Linked DNA regions of Mus musculus: regions 1, 2, 3, 4 and 6 are each linked to region 5. Evidence: chromatin contacts called from public ChIA-PET, Micro-C and promoter capture Hi-C data. All regions are on one chromosome and are shown on one strand. The core of a region is the stretch at or near the end of the contact, and the rest is flanking DNA. Distances in the headings are between cores, read along the strand shown.

Region 1 (2,700 bases), core at 198-2,697, 660 kb after region 5:
ACTGCCCTTAAACATAAGCGTTCACCCCTCAAAACGACTTCAGAGACATGAATATGCAATCATTCCAGCAAATTCTTCTTCCTTGCAAGTGTCTCCAAATTGCCATCAAAGAACTAGTCTACTTTAAACTGGAGTCTAAAGCAAAATAATTCTCTTTTAGATGCCAAAATCCAGTGAATTTAAGCATATACCTTTGGAACGGCTTATAAAGCCACCTTTTTTTTTTTCTTTTCCATTTTTTATTAGGTATTTATCTCATTTACATTTCCAATGCTATACCAAAAGGCCCCCGTAGCCACCCACCCCCACTCCCATACCCACCCACTCCCCCTTTTTGGCCCTAGCGTTCCCCTGTACTGGGGCATATAAAGTTTGCATGTCCAATGGGCCTCTCTTTCCAGTGATGGCCGACTAGGCCATCTTTTGATACATATGCAGCTAGAGTCAAGAGCTCCGGGGTACTGGTTAGTTCATAATGTTGTTCCACCTATAGGGTTGCAGATCCCTTTAGCTCCTTGGATACTTTCTCTAGCTCCTCCATTGGGAGCCCTGTGATCCATCCATTAGCTGACTGTGAGCATCCACTTCTGTGTTTGCTAGGCCACCTTTTTAAAAGGTTGTCTGCACAAGGATAATCTGTGAAAAACGCAACGCGTGCCCAGCAGCCAGTGAGGTGCCTTCACTTTAACCTTCATCAGGACAAACAGCAGTCCCCCCCCCCAACTTTAGAGAGCAAAGAGTGCCTTCGAAAATCGGATTACAAGGACGTGTCTGCACAGAAAAGTCGTAGGGACAGCAATCTATTGGGGGGGACGGGCCTAAAGGTCTGATGCAGACTGGGTAAGCTAAGGCTCTCCGAACAACCCCGCGCATCTCCGCAGGCTCCAAACGATCCCCACGACATCGCTCAATGGGGCCGCAGCGGCCACAGGAGACGAGCAGTCCCCTTTCCGGGTCCCCGTCCGGAGTGGCGGCCAGTGCGACGGCTACTTCGCGCTCTGCCCCGAGGCCGGCTACCCCCAGCAAGCCGGGAAGGACCAGGAGGGAAGAGACGTGCGGTCACACCGACTGCCGGAGCCGATCTCGTGACCGGGTCCGGCCGCCGGGTCCGCCTCGCACGCCCTCTGGCCGCTGGGGCGAGGGGGCGACATCAGGCCGAGCCGCACCCTCAACCAGCCGCGGTCCTCCCGTTCCAACTCCGCGGCCACCCGGATCCTCCTCGCGCCCCCACCCCACTCCCTCAACCGGACGCCGCAGCATCCCGGCCCCACCCGGGTAGCAGCCGCCGTGGGGCTCACCATCCTGTCACCAGGGCTCCGTTCAATCACCACGAACGCCGCCGCCCTCTTCCTCAGGCTCCTCGGTCGACCCGCCCACTTCTTCCGCCACCAATGAGACGCGAAGTTGGCAAGAGCCTGTCTTACGGGGGCCCGTAAGGGTCATTTCCCGTCAAGGGAAAAAAAAAAAAAACCCGGCGCTGCAAGAAATCGCTCGTGGGCGGGGCAAAGGAAAGGCTGAGCTCGCGGAAAGTGCGGGGGCAACATCCGGGCACCCGCGGCTGGCGCGCTTGCGCCCTCCATGCCTGCTCTGCCCGTAGCCATGCTGAAGTGCGGGATGACGGGCGGCCAGGTGAAAGGTGGAGCGGCCATTCTTGCTTTGCTACTTAGAAGAGGGAAAAGTCTAACGCCTCGTGCAGGGTTTATCCATCGTCTTCTTCGGCCTCCTCCGCCATTCTTCGCCACGACTGAAGCTGCCATAGCGCGCCTCGCGAGGGCCATGCTGGGCTTCGAAGAGCATGCCAGCCCCGTTCCATTTGATTTATGTCCAGGGTTTAATTCGGTGACCGAGAAAAGAATTGTGCCATTGGGCCTTAAACTCGGATTGAGGAGGGCTGATGTGGAGAGAATTCAAGGGGGGAAATAATACTTGACCAGCAAAAGTATTTTTGAGCTGTGGGAAAACCAACCTGCTGCTTTATTCGACATTCTGCCGGAGACATTTTTTTTATTGTTGTTGGGTTTTGTTTTTGTTTTAATATATAATCTCGAACAATCCTCTCTGTCCCTCAGTCGAAAAATGAGACTAATATTAGCCCCTTCGTTGATAGAGGTTGTTAGAAGCATGGGCTAAATAAAAAGTCCATGTAGTGAGATCAGAAATTAGAAAGACTGTGTGGAGAACTGTATAATACATAGCCTTATAAGGGGGGTGGGATGCTTGGGCTGGGGACCGGGTTTGTGTGTAGACAGACCAAAGAAGGGCCAGTGTACCATCCCCCTTCAGAGGTTGGGAGAACTCAAAATGAATGAGAGCATTAGCACGGAAATTGGCTTGCAGGAGAAATAATGTTGAATTTTATGTCGATGCATATTTATTGAAGTCTTACTGTGTATGTAGGTAAGGGTATACGGCATTTCCTAATGTAAATTAGTCTATAAAACGCTGTGTGGATCGGCTGAGTAGTTTAACTCCCAGGTGTATCTTGACCAAAAAGTTCAGTGTAATCACTTAACGGGAAATTGTTCGGACATATTCAGGAAAAAAGGATTTCAAACCACTGTTTCCAGCTCTGTGGCATCACATACAATTAGGACACCGTGTGGTGAATTCCTGTCATGGTGCCTCCTCTCATAGTGATGCACTTTGCTAAGGCTTGACACAGCATCAAAGTTGAGATCGTTATAGTCTAACAACATGTTA
Region 2 (2,700 bases), core at 49-2,548, 560 kb before region 5:
TGAGCTGGAACCCCAACTCTGGTTCTCTGGAAGAACAGCGTGTTCCCACTAAGCCATCTCTCTCTCTTATTTTTTAAACTGTGTTTGCCTGAAAGTATCTATCAGTGCTGTGTGCCTTGCTCTCCTAGGTGAGAAAGGGGCACTAGATCCCGTGTTAGCATTTCTTCCAGGCTCTGCTGCGCAGTTACCTGGCAACAGCCATGTGTGCCTGACTCAATATAAAAGAGGCTGCTTGCGGCCCCCCCCCCCCCACTCTCTTACCTTCTCTCTTCCCTCTCCCTTCTCTCTCCTTTCCCCTTTCCTGTCTGTCTCCACGTGTTCCTGGCCGGCCTCTACGCCTCTATTTTCTCCCTCTCCCCCTCTCTCTTTCCCTTCCCCTTTCCCTCCTCTCCCCTCCCCACCTCCTTCCTCAACTCCCCTCCCCATCTCCCCATGCCCTAAATAAACTCTATTCCATACTATATCCGTCATATGGCTGTTACCTCATGGGGAAGGGATGTCTCAGCATAAGCTCGCAGAGGCACCACCTTCCACCTCACCATACCTCACTCTATCAAGCATATCCCTGGCTTCCTTTTCTTGTTTTATAAAACACAACACCCTGGAACCGGAGTTACAGATGGTCACGAGCTATACTGTGGATCCTGGGAACCTGGTCTATGGGAGAGCAGCAGGTGCTCTTAACTGGTGAACCATCTCTCCAGTCCATTTATTGTTTGTTTATGTGGAGACAGGTCTCACTGTGTAGCCCTGGTTGTCCTGGAGCTCGCTATGTTTACCAGGCTGGCCTTGAACTTGGAGAGATAAGCTTGCTCTGCGATTGAACCACTTACTGGGTGTAGTAAGGTGCATTTTGTAGTTTGGCCTCGATCGCCATTTTACACCAGTATTCTAGCTGTGAAGACACAAGGATGGTGCTTTTAAACGCGACAAATAACATCTAAATTCCATCCTTAAGACCTGGGGATGGTGGCTCACGTCTTTAATCCCAGCACTTAGGAGGCAGAGGCAGGCGGATTTCTGAGTTCGAGGCCAGCCTGTTCTACAGAGTGAGTTCCAGGACAGCCAGGGCTACACAGAGAAACCCTGTCTCGAAAACAAACAAACAAAGTCAATTTTCACTGCTCACCATTCTTAGGCATGGTAGGGAAATACTTTAGAAAGGGGCGGGGAGGGGACTCCTCCTCGCATGCGCACTAGGACCTTGAAGGAGCATCACTGTCAGCAGGACTCCGCCTTTCGCGTTCAATGTGCCTCAGCGACTCGGATCACGTGAACGTCCCGTCACGTGACGCAGGCGGCGTCTGGGGAAATGCGGGTGCCCGGGCAAGATGGCGGCGCACCTGTCGTACGGGCGAGTGAACCTGAACGTGCTGCGCGAGGCGGTGCGTCGGGAGCTGCGCGAGTTCCTGGACAAGTGCGCTGGGAGCAAGGTGAGGGACAGGGCCCCGGCGCCACCAAGCTTGGCCGGGCGGGACTGTGCGAGGCCGTGGGGGCGATCAGGTCGCCCGCTCAGTGACAGCCCCTGGCCGGGAGCTCCCCGACCTGCGAGACAGTTGTCCTTTCCAGCCTGGAAGCACGCACGCCCACAGCCCTCGGCACACAGCTTGTGAAAGACAAGCTGTCACTTCGTAACTTCAACATGGATCGTTTTTTGTCTAGATCGGGGACTTCATAGAATTTCCTTTCTTCCTGTTTTCCTCTCAGTGTTTGAGACAGGGTAACGCTGTGTAGCCCTCGAACTCACTGAGATCCACCTGTCACTGCCTCTGAGTGCTGGGATCGGCTCTCCATTTTATTTTTGAGCCTATTCCTGGCTATATAGACTGTTCCTGCCGGCACTCCTCCTTTCTCTCGCCTCTGGCACTACAGGCATGAGCCATGCTGTGAGGTTTTCTTTTAAGCATTTTTTCCCTCTATTCTGAGATTTATTAATCATACCCCATCCCTCTACAGGGAATGGGAAGTTCTAATCTGAAGAAAAAAACAAAACAGATGCTCAAAGAATCAGTTTTGGGCCCGGCAGTGGTGGCGCACGCCTTTAGCCCCAGCACTTGGGAAGCAGAGGCAGACGGATCTCTGAGTTCGAGGCCAGCCTGGTCTACAGAGTGAGTTCCAGGACAGCCAGGGCTACACAGAGAAACCCTGTCTTGAAAAAACCAAGAACACTCCCTACCCCCACCCACCCAAAAAGAATCAGTTTTGTAAACATAGCTCCAACTAAGTCATTGAGTCAAAAAGGCAGATTATTAAATCACAGGGGGCAGTATTAAACTGAAAATGATGTCGAAATCAGATATAATAGATTGTGTGGACCAGGTTTACAAAGTGTTTCTCCTGGAGGAAGCAGGGATCTTTGATGCCAGTATCATGAAATTTCCCCCTTTGTGGAAGGTTCTTTTCGACCCTTAGGCTATAATGTGACCAGAGCCTTTAAAAATCCTAACTCTAACTTTTAGAAGAATATTCTGGAAAGGTGGCTTAGAGGTGAAGAGGGAGTGTAGCTCTTCCAGAGGAGCCCAGATCAGTTGCTGGCACCTACAGACAACCACTTGTAACCCCAGATCCTTGGAAATTTGATGGATCTGGCCTCTGAGGGGAACCGCACCCACCTGCACATACCCAGGCACAGACACATACAACTAGACATAATTAAAGTGGGGGTGGGGCAGGGAAAATATTAAACCTTATAAAATTATA
Region 3 (2,700 bases), core at 107-2,606, 750 kb after region 5:
AGCTGGAGTAACACAGGTGAGAAGCCACCATGCTGGTGCTGAGAACTAAACCCTGGTCTTCTCCAAGCAGCAAGGGCTCCTAATGGCTGAGTCATCTCTCTAGCCCCTAGATGGACTCAGTGAATTATGATGGAAAGAAAGAAAGAAAGAAACTAACAAATGAGTCCCCACTGTCCCCTAAGGCTTTCGAAATGTATGAGCAGATAACAGTCTACACCTTGAAGTCAAATGTCAGAAAATTACATTGAGGCTTGAGACTGGATAAAAGGATTTTGAGAACTTTTCACAGAATGATTTGAAGCACAGGGCTGTAAGACTTAAGGAAGGGCTGGAGAGATGGCTCAGCGGTTAAGAGCTTGGGCTGCTCTTCCAGAGGTCCTGAGTTCAATTCCCAGCAACCACTTGGTGGCTCATGTCATGTCTATGACTGTCTCATGGGATCTGATGCCCTCTGCTGGTGTACATACATACAGACACAACACCATATACAAAAAACAAAACAAAACAAAACATAACTAACCCTTAAAAAATACCTGAGAGACAGAGGCAGGTGGTTCTCCGAGTTCGAGGCCAGACTGGTCCACAGAGTGCATTCTGGGACAGTCAGGTCTACAGAGAGAAACCCTGTCTCAAATTCCTCCCCCATCCTCCCCCTACCAGTAAACACACACACACACACACACACACACACACACACACACACACACACACGATGAGAAGAACATTCCAAATGATATAATCATAAAGGCAGATATGGAGGTTGGATGCGGTGGTGCATGCCTGGCATGAGGCACTGACATAGGGCTGCCTTGGGTTCGAGATTAGTCAGGCACAGAGAGATCCCGTCTAAAAGAACCAAAAAGTTAAGAATTCTTTTGTTTCTCTTATCATAAATAAATCCGTGGACAGAAGTGCTCTGGCGACCTCCTGCGATGTATCCAAAGGCAAAGAAAGTAAAGAAAGTGTTACATGGGGTAAGAAATTCAATGTAACTTAAAGGAACCAAGTCACTTCTAAACATGCGCTGCGGGTCTTTTATTAGAAATACTCTCTTCTAGGCTCTGCCCTAGTCTTGACTGACTCCGAATTCTGTGAGGCTATAGCTGGGAATCTACATTTTTAAAAAAAAAAAAAAAAACAACCACGCAGCACCCAAAGTGTCACAACAGAAGTTTACATCTTCCGATTTTCTGAGGGCTCCTTAGAAAGAGCTGTCTCATACCCCGCCCCCACCGGCCCCGCCCCTCCTCTCCGATTCCGCCCAGGCCCCGCCTATAGCCTCGCCCAGCTCCCGCCCCATTCGCGGGTCTGACTTCAGGCCCCACCTTCTTCCGCAGACCAGTTTGGCCTCGCGAGCCCTTTCCCGTGATACCTAGCGCTAGGCTGTGACTGTTGCCCGGGCAACAGACGGGCCTAGCTCCCCGGCGCGGGCTACTCTGCTAGGCCATGGGGTCGCGGGGTCTCCCGCCGCTCCTGCTGGTGCTCCTAAACTGCTACACCTCTTCGAGCACCCAGGTCATTGCCATCCCGGCTGCGGCCACCCCAGCAGTGACGAAGGAGGATCTCAATTCCACCAAGGCCACCCCCACCACTCTGCAGCCCTCCCTGTCGCCTAGGACCCCGGGAACTCCCAGGGCACCGGAGCGCTCTGGCCCCAGGCCTACCCCGGTCACGGACGGTGGGTACAAAGGGGTGACCCCCCTGGAGCGGGTACACCAGCTCAAAGTTACCCCCTTCTCAGCCTCCCTGTCGTTACCCTCAGGGGGAGATCGGATCTCTGGCACACAAATGCGGAGGGCGGGGCTCAGTTACTCCCTTTTCCGCATCATTGCAGACGGCTGCAGTGGGGTACTAGATAGAAACCTACAGAATGAGTTGAAGGCAGTACTGGTAGAAGAAAGAGTGCTAAGTGGATCTTCGTCCTCTCCACGCAGACACACGGACATGGGCATCCCAGTTGTGTCTAGATTACTGAGAGCCCAGCAGATATTTTCAGGGTGATTAAGTGCGTTTTAGACATTTTTTACCAGCTAAATGGAGTTATTAAACACACCTGTTTCATCCGTATCTACTTACCGCTCGGAATTTGAAGCTTTGGCAACAATTCGTGGTTGTAAATTTAAACACATGAGGTAGTGGACTTAATTGCTCTCTCCCTTTTACCCATCCCAGTGAAGGGAGTATGGCGTTCTTTTAGTGAGTACGCGCAGTTGTCCATGGCTAGAGAGGACCTAGTCAAGGAGGAGCTAATTTGTCTTTCGGACTAAGAAAGCATTTTTCATTTATCAATAAAACTCCCCTTTCCCTTCGTGCCTTTCCAGAGCGTTATACCACTTTCGGGGGGAATTTTTTCTAAATCTTAAAAAAGTATTTTAAATTGTGTGTGCATATTTGTATATGTTTGTGAGGATGGGGTGGATATATATTGGCGCCCTTGGAGAACCGAAGTGGGGAGCTGGAGTTTGTTTGAGAGCTGGCTGACTTGGGTCCTGGGAACAGAAGTTAGGTCCTGTATACAAGCAGTATGTGCTTTTAACTCCTGAGCCATCTCCCCAGCCTGTTCTAGAACCATTCCAGTCTCCTGCCTTCGCCTTCTTTCCTAACTTTGTTCCTGACAGGTTTGCTAAGTGACCCAGACTGGCCTGTAACCTGACATCTTCCTGACTCTGCCTCCCAGTTGCTGAGATTCCCAGGTGTGGG
Region 4 (2,700 bases), core at 49-2,548, 510 kb after region 5:
GGCGTTGCTAAACACTCAAGAAGATGAAATGCTTTATTTTGCAATCTATGCCCTTCATGAAGCCGCATTTTGTGAAGATATTTGCAAATTCAATGCAAAGGGCCTCCTCCCTGTTAAGTATGGCTTCCCACATTCCTCTGCTTTTTAAATTTATTTTGTATGTTTTAGACAAGGTCCAACGTGGAAGACTGCTCCTAAACTCCTTCAGTGTCTGTCCATGACCTTGAACTCTTGATCCCGTGGCTTCCACTTCTGTTCGTGGGATCACAGGCGGGCTCCGTATAGCCTCTTTATATTGGCAAAATTACCTTGCATGCTAGGCTCTGTACAGACCTCACAGAAACAACAGATGATCTGTGGTTTAAGAATAGATTTGGGATTGAAGGCTCCTTCTCTCGCATTGGGGGAAGTGGAAGTCTTATATAGCAGCCATCATTTGGAAGCCAAAGCCAAGCCACCTAGCATAGCTGCTACAGCATAACCTGTGACTTCTATGCAGACGTGTGTCAAAGGCTGTGTGAGCTACTAAAAACGAAATAAAACTTCCTCCTTCCTCCCCCAAGAGTGGGATTCCCTGTCGGGGCACAGAACCCGCAGGGGAAGGAAGGGCTGGTGTTGGCGTGCGATGGAGATGAGGCTTTCGGCTGGGGGTGTGGGATGCGGTGTTCCCGAGGCGACAGATGAGCGCTTTTGGCTGTGTGGGAAGGGAACTGCGGAATTCCTCCCCTTGGTTGCTGAGGGGGGCTCTGAAGGAGACATTAGGATGCAGAGCACGGCTCGCGCTGCCCAGGACGCGGAGGCAAGCCAAGGACACCAGTGCGAGCGCGCCTCGGCCCCCCTGCGTTCCCGAGCCTCCCTGCCAATGCGCGGTCCCAGCCAGTCCCCAACCTCAGCGGCAGGGCAACCAGCACAGAGCGCCCACCCGTGAACTCCGCGCTCTATCCCCGCGCGCGGTCGATACGGGAAAAGCCGTGGCCCCGGAAAAGTCAGGCTCACCCTCCGCCCGCGCCGGTGGCCGCAGCGCATCGAGCACAGCGTGGACGCAGAGGTGGCCCTGGCCCCGTGCGCGCGCACAGGCGCCGCGCGCGGCCTCGATCCGGGTTCCTGGGGGGCGGCGCGCGGGAGGAGGCGGGGCCTGCTGGCGGCGTGGGCGCGCGGTGCGCGCGCGCGGGAGGGCGCCGGAGGAGGGGGCGGGGCCGCGCCGCCCGCGCCGCGCTGGGGGCTCTCTCGGCCAATGAGCGGCGTCCACATGCCGCGGCGGCGGCGAGAGGGGAGGCAGCGGCGGATAAATGCTATTAGAGCAGCCTCCGCGGAGCCGTCCCCGACGCCGCCACCTCCCGTCTCCTCCGCCGCAGTTCCCTCCGCCGCCGCTGTCGGGGGTGCAGAGCTGAGGGGCTCGGGCCGGCGCGCCGCGCAGCTCCTCTCCCGTCGCCTGCCTCGCGGTTCCCGGCGCCGAGGGCTCGGCCCGGCGCCGCTCCTCATCTGCGCCCCGTCTCCTCGGCGCAGCGCCCGGGGCCTGCGCTGCCCGCGGCCGGCTGGCAGCTGCTGAAGCGACCCACACTCGCGGCGGGGCGGGAGGCTCGCAGTCCCTCGGGCGGGCTCGGCGAGGCCGGGCCGCGTGCGGCGGTTTCTGGGGGAGGGGGCTCGGGTGATTCAGCGCCCCGGTCAGGCGGAAGCGGCCGCCGCCGCCGCGGAGGAGGAGGAGGAGAAGAAAAAGGAGGGGACAGCTGTCCGCGCCCGGGCGCCCGCGGTGGCACGAGCCCGCGGCCGGAGTGCGAGGCGGTAGGCGAGGAGGCCGCGGGGACGCGAGGCGAGGCCGGCCGGGGCCCCCGCAGCCATGGAGAACGCTCACACAAAGACCGTGGAGGAGGTGCTGGGCCACTTCGGGGTCAACGAGAGCACGGGGCTGAGCTTGGAGCAGGTCAAGAAGCTCAAGGAGAGATGGGGCTCCAACGGTAGGTGCGGGGCGCCGGGGCTGCAGCGGCGCGGCGCGGGCCCGAGCGCCAAGGAAGATGGCTGACCCGGCTCCACCTCGTGGGGCTTGGCTCGGCGCGGCGCCCGACGGCTGCGAGAGGCCGGGCGGTCCACGCGCGGGTCTGGGCCATCGCCGACCTCTAGGGGTCTCGAGCCGGTGACCTTCCCGGCCGGCGCTCAGCGAGTCGGATTGGGGGGGGGGGAGAGGGAGTGGGAAGGAGGGAGGAGGTTCCTGCGGCTGGGCTGAGTCCCCCGCGGATTTATGAGGCGTCGATGTTGTTGAGAAACCCTCGGACCGTTTCTTGTGCTCCCCAAAGTTGCACATCTGGCAGAAGTGATGACCCAGCTGAAATGACTGCATGGTCCTGGAGGCCGGAGAGGGCTTACGGGCAGTTCCGAGGCCACTGATTACCAGGGCTGAATAATTTTCTCGGGGTATCAAAGTGGAGACAGATTGTTGTACGTTCATACACCTATATCCGCCATTCAGACAACGATGGTGGTGAATTTAGCAGTTTTTAATAAAAGCGCTAATACAATATCTTCATTTTTCTTTCTGCTTTCCTCCTGACACGTTGCTGTCGAATTTCGGCCTTCTAGAATTGCCGGCTGAAGAAGGTAAATAATATTAACATGTTATTTTGGAGAGATGATGTGTGCAGGCTGATTGATGTGGACAATTGAAACAAATGGTTTGTTTTTTTTTTTTTTTTTTTTCCTTTCCTT
Region 5 (2,700 bases), core at 49-2,548:
CAGGCAAACTCCAAGACAGGCAAGCCTGAAGGTATTCCTAGAGTTAAGGTCTGGTGCCTAACCTGCAGCCTCCAGGGGCGCCTCCTGCAGAGGCTTCGTACCACCTTCTTGGGACTTGAGGGGAGGAAAATATGCCTACCTCTTCATCAAGCAAGAGCCCTTTCAAGGGGAACATGTCCCACCCTCCTCCCCCACACCCAGTGACTCAGAGGCAAGTTTCTAGAGAAGAAAATGAGGGTGGGGAGTGGCACTCAACCCCTAGGCTGAGGCTCTTGGAAAATGCGGTGGGGTGGGGAGTGTAAAAGGGAGTAAGAGTTAGTGGAGTATGGGGAGGTGGAACGTATTGGGAAATCCCCTCCAATATTTGATAAAGTCTTGTTAATACCTTCCGGCCTTAGGTGTGCGAGAAGGCGCGGCCACAATGTAGCTCATCTTCATCTCCTGACACCTGTCCTCAGTGGGCTGGACCTTTTGCATCCTTCTTGTCCCCCTGATTACATGCAGGGCAGACTTCTTACATAGCAACTTCATGAAAGCAACATTCTTTGTAACCCTAACCTCTTTGCCGCGACAAGGTGCCCGTCTAAAAACACCTGCGCGTGGGTATCTCTATCTCTGGTCGTCCACCTCGCCCTCACAGCTCAGCAGCCTCTGGCTCCCCTCCGGCGCCTAGGACAGCTTTCCCCAGCTCTTCCCCTCACCCCAGGCACGCCCAGCCCGCTCCCAACTGTGGGCCCCGTCGGGGCTGCGGGCGGGAGCGGCCGAAGCAGGAAGAGGGGAGGAGGGCAGGGAGGCCCGAGCTCACCATGGCGAAGCCGGAGAGCAGAGCCGAGGTCCGGCTGGAAGCTTTGAGCTTGGCGCGGCTTAAGTAGAGCTTGCGCCAGGACAGCGCCTGCATCGAGTGCTCGTTGAGGCTCATCACCTCGGAGTAACTCTGGCCGATCCAGTCCGGGTAGCTGACGGCGGGTGGCGGCGGCGGCAGCGGTGGGGCCCCCGAGGGCTCCCCGTCCCCGCTGCGGCGGCGGCTCCGGCGGCTGCCGCTAGTGCTGCTGCCGCCGCTCACGGGAAGCTCCGGATTGCTGTGACTCGGGGGCGGGGCAGGCTCCGGATGCATGGAGTACGCTGCGAAGGCGCGGCTGGCGGCGAGCGCCTGAGAAGGCTGCGGCCCCGGGGCCGGGCCGGGCCGCGCCGCACCTCCGCCGGCCTCCCACTCGAGCCGGTCTCCCGCAGCCGGACGCACCGGATCCGAAGGCCGAGGCACTGGCTGCAGAACCGCTCCGCAAGTTCCAAGCGGCCGCGACCGGAGCCTGCGTGCCGACCGGCGTCCGGTCCCAAGCCGGCACCTCCGCGAGCTCCACGATTGGCCGGCGACCCGAGGTTATTTGCATACGCCACACCCACGAACACACCCCGCCCACAAGGCGGTGGGCGGTGTCCGTGCGAGTGACGTACCCCGCACCGCCTCCGACGGCTCCGCCCCCAGCCCCTGGCTCGCCTTCCTGGAAGCGCCCCACGCTGTCAGGCCTCGCTTCTCTTTGCAGCTGCTCCTGTGGCTTTGCTCCCGGAGCTCTTGACTTAGGCCATCCGAGGTCACCTCTGGGCGCCTCCTGAGGCCTATTTCCTCCTTGGAACAAGGTGGCAAAAGGTCTGTTGGAAAAAAGAGCAAGCGGAGGGCTACTAGAGTTCAGTGAGCGGTTATTGAGCGTCTATTGGGTGCCAACACGGTCCCAGGCACCGAGGGCAGGGTGTAGGCTTGTGATTGAGACGGACAAAGTCGATCCCGAAGATGTTATGCGTGCCTGGAGTCCCAGCATAGAGGAGACTGGAAAACAATGAGTTTGAAGGAGGAGTGAGCCCTTGCCTCGAAACACAAGAGGGACAAAATTCCCTGCACCCTTGCAGCCAACACTCTTGTAGAAAAGACACACAAACATCGAGTCAATTATAGTTCAGGAGACTGTAAATGTGTACAGAAAAAAAAAAGATAAAAAAAGGTGGATAGTAACAGGGTTTTTATTTTAATTTTAGAATGCTAGCCCCCGTTTGTATTTATTTATTTTTGAGACTACATAGCTCTGCCTGGTTTGAAACTTGTTATATAGACCAGGCTGGCTTCGAACTCACAAAGAGCCATCTGCCCAAGCCTCTGGACTACTGCCATTAGCATGTGCCTGCCATTAGCCTGTGCCTGCCATTCCCAGACCCCTCCGTAGCGTTTTCTATTCTGCAGGAGGCAGACTAAAAAGGTTCACACCTTGGGAGTCTCATCTGAGCTGAGACCTGGGCCAGCAAGATAGGCGCCAGGACCTAAGGGAAGAGGAAAATAGGGAGGTTCAGGGTGGGGCTCAGGAGATACCGGTAAGGTAGGGAGGGCACTGGGCTAAGGAACTTTAGGACACGTTAAGAGCAGTCTCACCGCTTTAACCCCCAGCCTTCAGAATGTTTCTTGGCACATACTCCACATTGAAGAAATGCTTGTTGACTGAATACATGTGGGAAAAACAAGAACAAATGATAAATTTAGATCCCAGTCAAATAAATCCTAAGCATGTGGTGTGGCACTCCAGGTCTAACAGTGTGAGAGTTAAACTCTTGTACAACCGCTAGAGGGCAGCCCTTCACTCAACCACATGGCACAAAAGAGAGGCCTCCTGTGGAGTTTCTGAGATTCCCCTAGCTGCTGCCTTCCCAGGTTTACAA
Region 6 (2,700 bases), core at 153-2,652, 890 kb before region 5:
ACATCAAGCTCCCCCCAGACCCCTCCTCACTCCAGTACTGGGACTGAATGTAGAGGCTTTGAACTGTCTGGACAAGTGCTGTGCCACCAAGCAACAGCTCCAGGCCCTGCTTCATTTCCTTTAGGATTCTGTACCTTAGCTCTTCCATCCTTCACTATCCCCAAGGCTCCTTAGCTTCCAACAAGCTTTCCTTACAAAGGAACACCAGTCAGGCTGGGATCAGGCTCCTGGTATCTCTCTACTTCAATTGGCCAGGAAACTCCTCCAGGCCAGGACGCAAGACCCAAGTGACCCTGGAAAAGAAGGAGTCATCTACCAACCCATGGGTCCTCACTAGGCTCCCCCCCTCTTCAACTAAGAATCCACCCAACAACCAAGACAGTTGGGGGAGCGAACACGACCAAATGTGAAACTATCAATATCAGGTATAAAAACCAGCGAGCCAGTCGTTCCAACACTTACCTCCACAATAAAGGACTCGAAGAGGGTAATCCGCATCTAACTTGGCACTGTTCTTCGTATCGCCTTTGCAATCCGCCCCGCTGGATTCAGAAATGTCAGTAGCCATCTCACAAACCTGGAAACAAGAATGACACACACGACTTCACTATCTGAGAAGCTCGACCCCCGCCCCCCAAATAAGCAGCCTTGGGGGTGGGGTGCAGTCTTAGCTTCCACTGTGTATCCCCCAAACACCAAAGCTGTTTTGAGTCTATTAAAAGAAGGACACGAAGTCTCATTAGAGTCACTGATGATCAACTGGAGCCTCATCTACCTGCATCCACGGGTTTACAGGGAAGCGAGAATTAAATGGGGCCATGAAGGCTGTGTTGGGGCAGGGGCAAAAAGGGACACCAGAGGAAAAGAGGAAGCAGTAAGGGGGACAGAGTTGGGCTGGTGGCTTCAACAGAGACGGGGCAGGTCTGAGGTTGCTATGGGAGGGATGCAGCCTGCAGTTAAAAGGCTATGGACACCTTGGCACGACAGGGACGAAGTCACTCGAGGTGCCCAGAATGCAAGGTGCGGCGACAGCAAAATCCCGAAAAGAGACCAAGCCAGGGACAAGGACGGCAATGCCACAGCCTGGGGAGGGGAAATCGGGCCAGGCCTGGGGAAAAGGACAGGTAGCCCGCTGGAAGGCTGGGCTAAGGGGGACATCCCGGGGACTCCACAGGAGGCCCCCATGTGGGCGGGCGTGGAGACGCCCGGCCCGGCCCCCTTCCTGCTTTAGGCAGCGCCTGGGCCGCCTCGGCAGCGCCGCCAGCTCCCGGGGAGGCCGCCGCAGCAGCGCGAATGAGAGCGCTCATTACCCAGCCGGTCGCACGGCCCCCGCCGCCTCCGCTCCCGCCAGCTGAAGCGACACATGCAACTCCTCTTCCCGGCCACGGCTGCCCCGAAATTCGCTGCTGGGGCGCGCTCGCGCGAGACAATGAGCCTTTATCGCGATATCCCCGGCCAGCCGCTAGGAGGATGTCGCGAGACGCCACCGTGCCGGGGTGGGCGGGGCCCAAAAAGGGAGGAGCATGCGCCCATGCGTGGAGCCCGGGGGAAGGGGTGTGGGGTGGGGAAACGGGACCGAGTTGCGTAGAGGCGGCCGGACGGTAGGGGGCGCTGGCTATCCATTGGCAAAGGGGGAGCCAGCGGCTCAGGCTGTCCCTGCGCAGTGGGGCGTGGACTGGACTGGCGCAGAGGTTCTTGAGTCACAGGTGACTCTCTATTAATGATGTGGGCAGCCTTGCCCCAGTGTCTGGGCTACATCCTAGTGTCCCGACTAACCACTAACTAGCCTGATGCATAAGTCACCCCACGGCGTAGAGATGGTGGCTGAATGAGACATAGGGTTTTATTTCATTCCGATTCCCTAAATAGGAATTACTCGTGCAAAGGTCATATTAATTACTGTTTGAATTTATTTCATCAGGCTGACGACTGTTCCCATATGCTCCTTTTTGCATATTTCACCTTCTACGTGTTCTATAACGGGGATTTTCCCATCCGGTCTCAGGATTTCTGGTTTTAACCACACGGGTCCTTGTCTAAATTTTGCTTCCTTGTTTTTAGTTTGGGGAAATCCCTTCATCTGCATACTCAGCCCAAGTCCCACTTGTGAAACAGGAATAGCACTGGGACACTTTCGGAGCTCAGAAAGGGCCTGGTAGAAAGACCATTGCGTTTTTGCTTTTAACATCACCTTCATGAACTAAGCTACCCAAATATGGCCCCCCTCCCGGAACTTTCCTTTGGTGCCGGGAATTGAACCCAGGGTTTTGTGAATGCTACAGAAGAGCTCTGCCTTGAGTTACAGGCCCAGCCCTAATCCCAACACTTGGGAGACAGAGGCAGGCCAATGTCTGAGTTTTAGGCCAACCTAGTCTACAAAGTTCAAAGCTGTTGGCCTGTAAGCGTAGGGCATTTGTGTTGAACGTACAAGGCTCTGGGTTTAATCTACAGACTGGAAAAAAAAACCCCACACAGCAAAGATGTACATTTCGCTAAGCATGGTGGGTGATATGCACCTTTAATCCCAACACTCAGGAGGCAGAGGCAGGTGGATTTCTAAGTTTGAGGCCAGCCTGATCTACAGAGCAAGTTCCAGGATAGCCAGAGCTACACAGAGAAACCCTGAAACCCTGTATATATGTGTGTGGGTGTGTGGATGAGTGTTCGTGTGTGTGTGTGTGTGTGTGTGTGTGTGGTGTG

The links. Promoter capture Hi-C pulls out the DNA fragments that hold promoters and counts their contacts. A called contact is a pair of places that touch in the nucleus more often than the background predicts. ChIA-PET counts read pairs in DNA pulled down with a chosen protein or histone mark.
Region 1: an RNA polymerase II ChIA-PET map of memory CD8 T cells shows a contact between it and region 5, with 15 read pairs. The contact joins the promoter of Vps29 here to the promoter of Orai1 in region 5. A contact is called at or near these places in 2 of 115 datasets of contacts at active chromatin or transcription factors (bone marrow-derived macrophages and memory CD8 T cells) and 1 of 9 other capture datasets (pancreatic islet).
Region 2: a contact with region 5 is called in a promoter capture Hi-C map of pre-B cells, with 3 times the contacts expected there. The contact joins the promoter of Vps33a here to the promoter of Orai1 in region 5. A contact is called at or near these places in 1 of 39 promoter capture datasets (pre-B cells) and 1 of 115 datasets of contacts at active chromatin or transcription factors (bone marrow-derived macrophages).
Region 3: a contact with region 5 is called in a promoter capture Hi-C map of pre-B cells, with 3 times the contacts expected there. The contact joins the promoter of Tctn1 here to the promoter of Orai1 in region 5. A contact is called at or near these places in 2 of 39 promoter capture datasets (liver and pre-B cells) and 2 of 9 other capture datasets (adipose tissue and liver).
Region 4: a contact with region 5 is called in a Micro-C map of embryonic stem cells, with 9 times the contacts expected there. The contact joins the promoter of Atp2a2 here to the promoter of Orai1 in region 5. A contact is called at or near these places in 1 of 39 promoter capture datasets (liver), 1 of 484 Hi-C or Micro-C datasets (embryonic stem cells) and 2 of 115 datasets of contacts at active chromatin or transcription factors (bone marrow-derived macrophages and pancreatic cancer cells).
Region 6: a contact with region 5 is called in a promoter capture Hi-C map of pre-B cells, with 2.7 times the contacts expected there. The contact joins the promoter of Denr here to the promoter of Orai1 in region 5.

The regions. Positions count from the first base shown.
Region 1 is chr5:122,353,075-122,355,774 of GRCm38.p6, reverse strand. It overlaps Vps29 (VPS29 retromer complex component), which reads right to left and starts at 1,447. Exons shown (of 4, transcript NM_019780.2): 1 at 1,299-1,447. The coding sequence starts at 1,301. Rad9b (RAD9 checkpoint clamp component B) reads left to right here and starts at 1,570. Exons shown (of 13, transcript NM_001382853.1): 1 at 1,570-1,636. The coding sequence starts at 1,600.
Region 2 is chr5:123,571,613-123,574,312 of GRCm38.p6, reverse strand. It overlaps Vps33a (VPS33A CORVET/HOPS core subunit), which reads left to right and starts at 1,298. Exons shown (of 13, transcript NM_029929.3): 1 at 1,298-1,433. The coding sequence starts at 1,332.
Region 3 is chr5:122,263,116-122,265,815 of GRCm38.p6, reverse strand. Tctn1 (tectonic family member 1) reads left to right here and starts at 1,356. Exons shown (of 14, transcript NM_001039153.3): 1 at 1,356-1,678. The coding sequence starts at 1,447.
Region 4 is chr5:122,500,823-122,503,522 of GRCm38.p6, reverse strand. Atp2a2 (ATPase, Ca++ transporting, cardiac muscle, slow twitch 2) reads left to right here and starts at 1,298. Exons shown (of 20, transcript NM_001110140.3): 1 at 1,298-1,955; 2 at 2,575-2,592. The coding sequence starts at 1,838.
Region 5 is chr5:123,013,672-123,016,371 of GRCm38.p6, reverse strand. It overlaps Orai1 (ORAI calcium release-activated calcium modulator 1), which reads right to left and starts at 1,298. Exons shown (of 2, transcript NM_175423.3): 1 at 806-1,298. The coding sequence starts at 1,114. It overlaps Gm2479 (a long non-coding RNA gene), which reads left to right and starts at 1,345. Exons shown (of 3, transcript XR_387710.4): 1 at 1,345-1,645.
Region 6 is chr5:123,905,977-123,908,676 of GRCm38.p6, reverse strand. It overlaps Denr (density-regulated protein), which reads right to left and starts at 1,402. Exons shown (of 8, transcript NM_026603.4): 1 at 1,311-1,402; 2 at 463-577. The coding sequence starts at 568.